Regions from separate parts of the Rattus norvegicus genome. Here region 2 is linked to region 1. The links are chromatin contacts, called in public Hi-C maps. All regions are on one chromosome and are shown on one strand. Each heading gives the region's core, a stretch centred on a gene start, on an enhancer-like site or on the middle of the called end of the contact. The rest is flanking DNA. Distances are from core to core; before and after follow the strand shown. Region 1 overlaps Foxn3 (forkhead box N3). Region 2 has its middle 79 kb from the start of Foxn3.

The links. Hi-C and Micro-C count contacts between places; a contact is called where the count stands out from the background.
Region 2: a Hi-C map of liver shows a contact between it and region 1, with 1.8 times the contacts expected there. The contact joins two enhancer-like sites. A contact is called at or near these places in 3 of 12 Hi-C or Micro-C datasets (Schwann cells, liver and mammary epithelial cells).

The regions. Positions count from the first base shown.
Region 1 is chr6:124,407,948-124,410,748 of GRCr8, reverse strand. The region is part of intron 2 of Foxn3 (forkhead box N3); the gene reads left to right. Among named protein-coding and RNA genes, the nearest start is that of Foxn3, 160 kb to the left of the region's middle. Within about 2 kb of position 1,463, at least 2 of the 93 cell types and tissues checked have an H3K27ac peak or open chromatin away from gene starts, as enhancers often do. A contact at or near this core is called in liver, where this site is marked.
Region 2 is chr6:124,649,167-124,651,967 of GRCr8, reverse strand. No RefSeq gene overlaps it. Among named protein-coding and RNA genes, the nearest start is that of Foxn3, 79 kb to the right of the region's middle. Within about 2 kb of position 1,412, at least 38 of the 93 cell types and tissues checked have an H3K27ac peak or open chromatin away from gene starts, as enhancers often do. A contact at or near this core is called in liver, where this site is marked.

The DNA of each region.
Region 1 (2,801 bases), core at 214-2,713:
AGGGCCACCGATGGATAGGACCTCCAAAAAAAGAGGCCCCAAAAATGCATGTTTTCTCTTTATAAGGTAATCATGTCAGGCATTCTGAAATAATGATCCAAAGCTAGCTGATGTAACTAGTTATTATCTCATTTCCCCTTTAAAATTACTACTACTACTACTACTAATAATAGTTCATACCAATTATTTATAGTTCTTTATTATTTATAAACTTATAAATGATATTTATATAATACATAGCAATTATTATGTGTATGCGTGACCTGTATCAAGAGCATGCATGTGTGTGTCTGTGTGTGATGTGTGTGGTGGTCAGAGGGCAACACCTAGTTCTTTTCTACCCCCGTGTGCTCCAAAGATCTGCCTGTGGTTGATTGCCTTGCTTACTTGCTAAGCTTTCACCAGGAGTCATCTCGTCAACCTCCGCCCACCCTCCGTTCCTCCATTTTTAAGATAAGGAAACTAGATAGAGGGAAAGAAGTTATGTTCCTTGCCTGGGGTTATCTAGCTGGTACGTCCTAGCATGTGTCTGCTTGGCTGTACTATTCCGGTCTTGGCATTGTGCTTGGTATGTTTATACATTTATTGTTGCTTCGCATATGCTTGCCAGTGAGCTGGAGGGATGGCTCAGTAGTTAGGAGCACTGGCTGCCCTTGAGAACTTGGGGTTTTGTTCTCAGCACTCTCTGAGGGCTCAGAACCACCTGTGACCCCACCTTCTGGCCTCTAAAGGTACCAAGCACTCATGTGGTCTGCAGACACACAGGCAGGCATGACACCTGTGCACATAAAATAATACACAAACTTTAAGATGCCCTCCTGTCCTGGATGACCAGTGCCACGTGTATTTTTCCCGGGCTGTCATTCAGGACCTCGTCACTCAGCGATGGGCGTGGAGTTGATAGGTGTTGAAAGCAAATCCTTGTTGACTGAATGAGTTGCCTGAGCCCTAGTCTAGACCATCATCAGTTTACGGTTTTGTTTATGGTTACGGAGGAACTGAGAGACTGTATACTTCTATTTTGCCTCTAGCAGGTGACTTCATAGGCTCAGGGTTGGCAGGGGAGCCTGAATTAATGAATCTCACCCCACCCATCACTGGTACTTTCCTTACCCTCCCCACTCCGGAGTCACCTTCTTGCCTACTCCCTGCTGAAGAAATACCAAGAAGCCTTTCCCAGGCTCCACCCTTGAGGACTGGCCTGGTAAACACAGGAGGGAATGCACAGAGGTTGTCAAATGGTGACCAAGTCTTCCACTTCACTGAGGAACTTCTGGGTCTTCCAGCCGAGGGTCTCTTTCTTCTCCACAGAAGGGGAAAAGTGAGGTTTGTTATTGTTATCTTGGCCATCACAAATAGCGTCCTTGTGTGTTGTGGTCAAGCTGTGACTAAGGGATTGTCTTTGCCTGTACCTGCTCCTCCTCCTCCTAGGACACACCCTCTTGGGCTTTTGGTGACCTTTATACCCCACCCTCCCAGACCGATTGATTCTTCTGGAATCCAGTGGCCCTCAAAGTATGGTTGTCAGGCCTGCAGTGCATTTTAGGGATTCGAAGTCTCAGGTCAAGCCTCGGCCTCTGGAACCAGAAATTATGGGTGTGGGGACCATTGGTAGCATTTAAATTAGCCTTCCAGGTAATTCTGAGGCACATTTAGATAACCGGAACACTGTGGTAGAAAGCTTAGAACTCTACAGATGTAAATGCAAGCATAAAAGAAGTACATTATCAGGAAAGAAAAAAAAAACCAACTTCTTCTCAGGGAGAGTCACTAACAGTATTTTCACCTCAGTTTAAAAAAGCGACCTACTTATTTCATGTGCGTGCGTGTGCGTGTGTGTGTGTGTGTGTGTGTGTGTGTGTGTGTGTTTGAGTGTATGTATGCATGTATATCGTGTGTGCAGGTGCCCAAGGAGGCCAGAATGGGGGATTGTATCCCATGGAGCTAGAGGTACAAGCGGTTATGGACTGCCTGATGAGGCAGAAACCGAACTTGAGTTCACCACAGAGCAGCAAGTGCTCTTAGCTCCCCTATATCTGTCCCTCTTCCTAAATTTGTTAAAAGAAAAATTCACAAACTTGTCTTCGTTTCCGTTGTTTGCTTCTGGTACTGAGGCGGGAACCCAGGGCTGCGTGTCTGTGAGCTAACAGGTGCTGCAACACTGAAGCTCTCTCAGCTCCGACAGTCTTTCCTGTGAACGGTAGCCATGCCGTCTGAGCTGTCCAGAAATTCCCGCCGTATCCAAATCGCACTCATCTTTCGAGTCCTATTTCTCTGACAGTGTGACTTGAGGGTTGTGTAAATACCTAGCCCTTTCCTTCGCTTTGAGAACGGAGTGCAAAGGCAACGCTCACACTGGTATTCCATGAGTTTTGTTAGGAGCTTCCACATTTGTTTACAAATAGGTAAGCCCTGTAGGAGCGAGACTTTGGCCCTCTTGCACCTAACCTAATGCTTGGTAAATGTTTGTTCAACAAACAAGGGCATTTTGAACACAATCAAGTTATACTCAATAAGTCTGTTTGCACTTTTCTACCCGGAGGAGAGGTTTTCAGAACAACCACTCCATGGGGTGCTTTCTTGATATACATTGCTAGGACCCTACTTAAGGATATTGGGATTAAGGATATTTTAAGGAGTGGCTTCCCAGGTGGCTTTTAAGGACTTTGCGGGACAAACAACTCAGGTCTAGGGTACACCTACATTTTGCCAGGCCTAACTCCCAACCATATTTATCAGATCTCTTCTTTACAAAATTATCTACTCTCCGTTCCCTGAGCCTGTTGCATCTGATAGTCTAC
Region 2 (2,801 bases), core at 163-2,662, 240 kb before region 1:
GACTTCCAACGTCCTTTATTTTACAATAGTTAGTTCATCCTGGCCCAGCCAAGGTCCCAGAGCGGTAAGTGTTTATACTCACAACCTTCGCCAGGTACACAGAGACGGAGGTGAGGACCGGGTCGGGGAGAGATAAAACTAACAGTGTTTGTACATCAAGGGATACCCTCCTTGGGAAAGGTATGCTTTGGGTCACGCTGTGCCTGGATCTTCACTTTAAATTATTACTCTTTAGCTTGGCTTCTTGTACCCCTCTGTTGCAGTAAAAATTTAAAAGAGCCGTTTCCTATCAGTTCCTGAGAGCCGGATCTGCTCACTCTGGCTGCTGCTCTGCCATTCGGTCTTCAAGACACCGTCTCTGGATTGTCTCCCTTTGAGCCACCCTCTCTGCGCCATCCCCTAGGTGGTAGTTACTACGCCTGGCACGCATGCGCGCGCACGCACACACACACACACACACACACACACACACACACACACACACACACACAATCTCGTTCTGCGGGCCCTTGCGTGTTCTCACAAAAATAACCAAATACATAAATAGGTAAACTTCGTGGACATAGTTGAGGAGAAAACAGTTTTTACACCCCTCCCCCCAAATATCTACCTCAACGTGGGATAACCACAGCAAGCAAGTCGGTCTTGGGTTACCATTTTCTCTCTTTACTAAGAATTGAGAGTTTCTCGTTGTGCCAGTAGTATTTACAGACAGGGACATCTGCAAATTATCAGGGATACATCACTATGTAAACCGTTTGTCCAAAGGTATTTTGGACGTCTCTGATTTCAAGTTCTCAATCCTCTTGTCAGACCTTGTTCCAGACAGCATGTCCCAGGTGGTGTGGGGTATGCGTGCTTGGACGGCAAAGAGAATGGGGGTCTAGCCAACAGGCAGCCTAGCGAGGAAATTTGAGCAATATAAAAGGACTGGACCTCATGAGTATCCTGTCCCATCCCGCCCAGCTGTTTGACCTTGGCTACACTTTATGGTAAATGAATTAACTAACCTCTATATCACAGGATTAAAAAAAAATTAGATGACATACAGAAAGTGCTTTGCACGACTCCTGGTTGAAGTCAAGACATGGATCCGGCTAGAGAGGAAAGAATGGTGGGTTAGGGAGCCTTCCAGGGGCTTTGGGGACTTTTAGATCAAGTGAGGACAGAGGAGGAGGGAGGCGAGAGGAAACAATGCAGAGGTGTTTTCTCCTGGGTCAAGGGCCACAGTGCTCCTGGGTGAAGGAGTGTGGACCTCACATGGGCCAGAAGGGGCGACTGAGACACTGGGCCACCACGTGGCCATCAAACCCAACCCCCACGTCAGTCTCTGCCAGGCAGAAGTAGGTGAAGGGTGGAAGCCGGGAGACCGGGCCGCGGAGGCGGACGCCCGCTGCAGGTCTCCTAGCAACGCCAGCCCCGCCCCGCCCGGCCTGGAGCGCCGGCGCCCGAAAGCGGGGACCGGCAGGCCACGGTTGCCATGGCAGCGCAGCCGCCGCGCCTGATGCTGGCGGCTTCTGTGGGAAGCTCGGGCCCTGAGCCCCGCGTGGGCGGCCCGGCGGCGTCCCCAGATCTCCCCGAAAGGCGCAGCCACCGAGTCGCTCCTCGGGCGTAACCGGATCCCCTGCTCGTCCACGCCGACGGGGCGGGTCACGGCTTGGAGACTTTTTCAGTTCGAAGGGACGGAGTTGATCGTCCCGGCAAGGTCTAAACTCGGCAGAAACGTGCATGCGCGTCCCCTCACGCGCACACACCAGCACACACCTTGAGGCCGTGCGTCTTTTCCGCAAATGTTTTCTCCTGAAAGATTTGGTTTTTTAAGTCTAAGAAAGAGTATGTGCAGAAATCAGACAGGCTTCCAAATTCTGTCCTTGAAAACAACGTCGAAATAAAAGCTGCATTTCTTAAGGGCCATTTTTAGATCGTAAATGTCTGAATCCGGACTGGCAATCTGCAGTGGGCTTCACCGGGAGAATCCGGTTAGAGGTTTTAAATTTTAAACCGTTTACGCCACCCCACTCCACTCCCTGCTAGGGCAATAGTCTCGCTAGGGCAGAAGAAGCCACTTGCAAATACAAAGCTCATTCTCTGGCTTGAGAGTATTTTTAACTGAGGCGGAGTCAGTCACGTGTTTGTGATTTTAATCAAATTGACAAGGGCTCGGAACAGGAAAAGCTCGCCATCTAATTCGAACACAACATTAGGGACATCGTGAAGCAGCCTCTTTGGTCTTGTTCGAATCAGAGCTTTTCACATCTTAATGTTCTGCATATAATTTCCTCGATCCACTGCAACTGGAAAATTTAAATGAAACCCTATTTCTTAGATTCATTTTTATGGTAAATGTCTCTGGGCTGAGATTATGCATATTTCTCGATCAACAAGAAACCGGAGCAGCAATCACCGTGAATTGAGCACCTCGCTGATTGAGCAACACTTGAACCTGGAGGCACGAACAGCCCTAATCTCAGAGTGAAAATCCTTCACGGTGTATTTCAAAAGAGTATTTACAGCTAACCTTTTCCACTCCGAAGGATCATTCACTTGCAACTTTCCTATCCTTCGCTTTGTCAGAGTAATCGCTTTAAAAAAAAAAAAAAAACCCAACTACTTTTACCTACTTTTTAGTTTGTAGCTGGAGAGATGATCATATAAAAAAGTATTTATGGGGAGGCAGATGAAATGACTCAGCAGGTAAAGGCGCTTGCCCTGCAAGCCTGACAAGTTAGCAGGATCCCTGGAAGCCATATAAAGATGTCAGGAGAGGACGCAGAGCCTGGCACACCTGTACCCACACACAG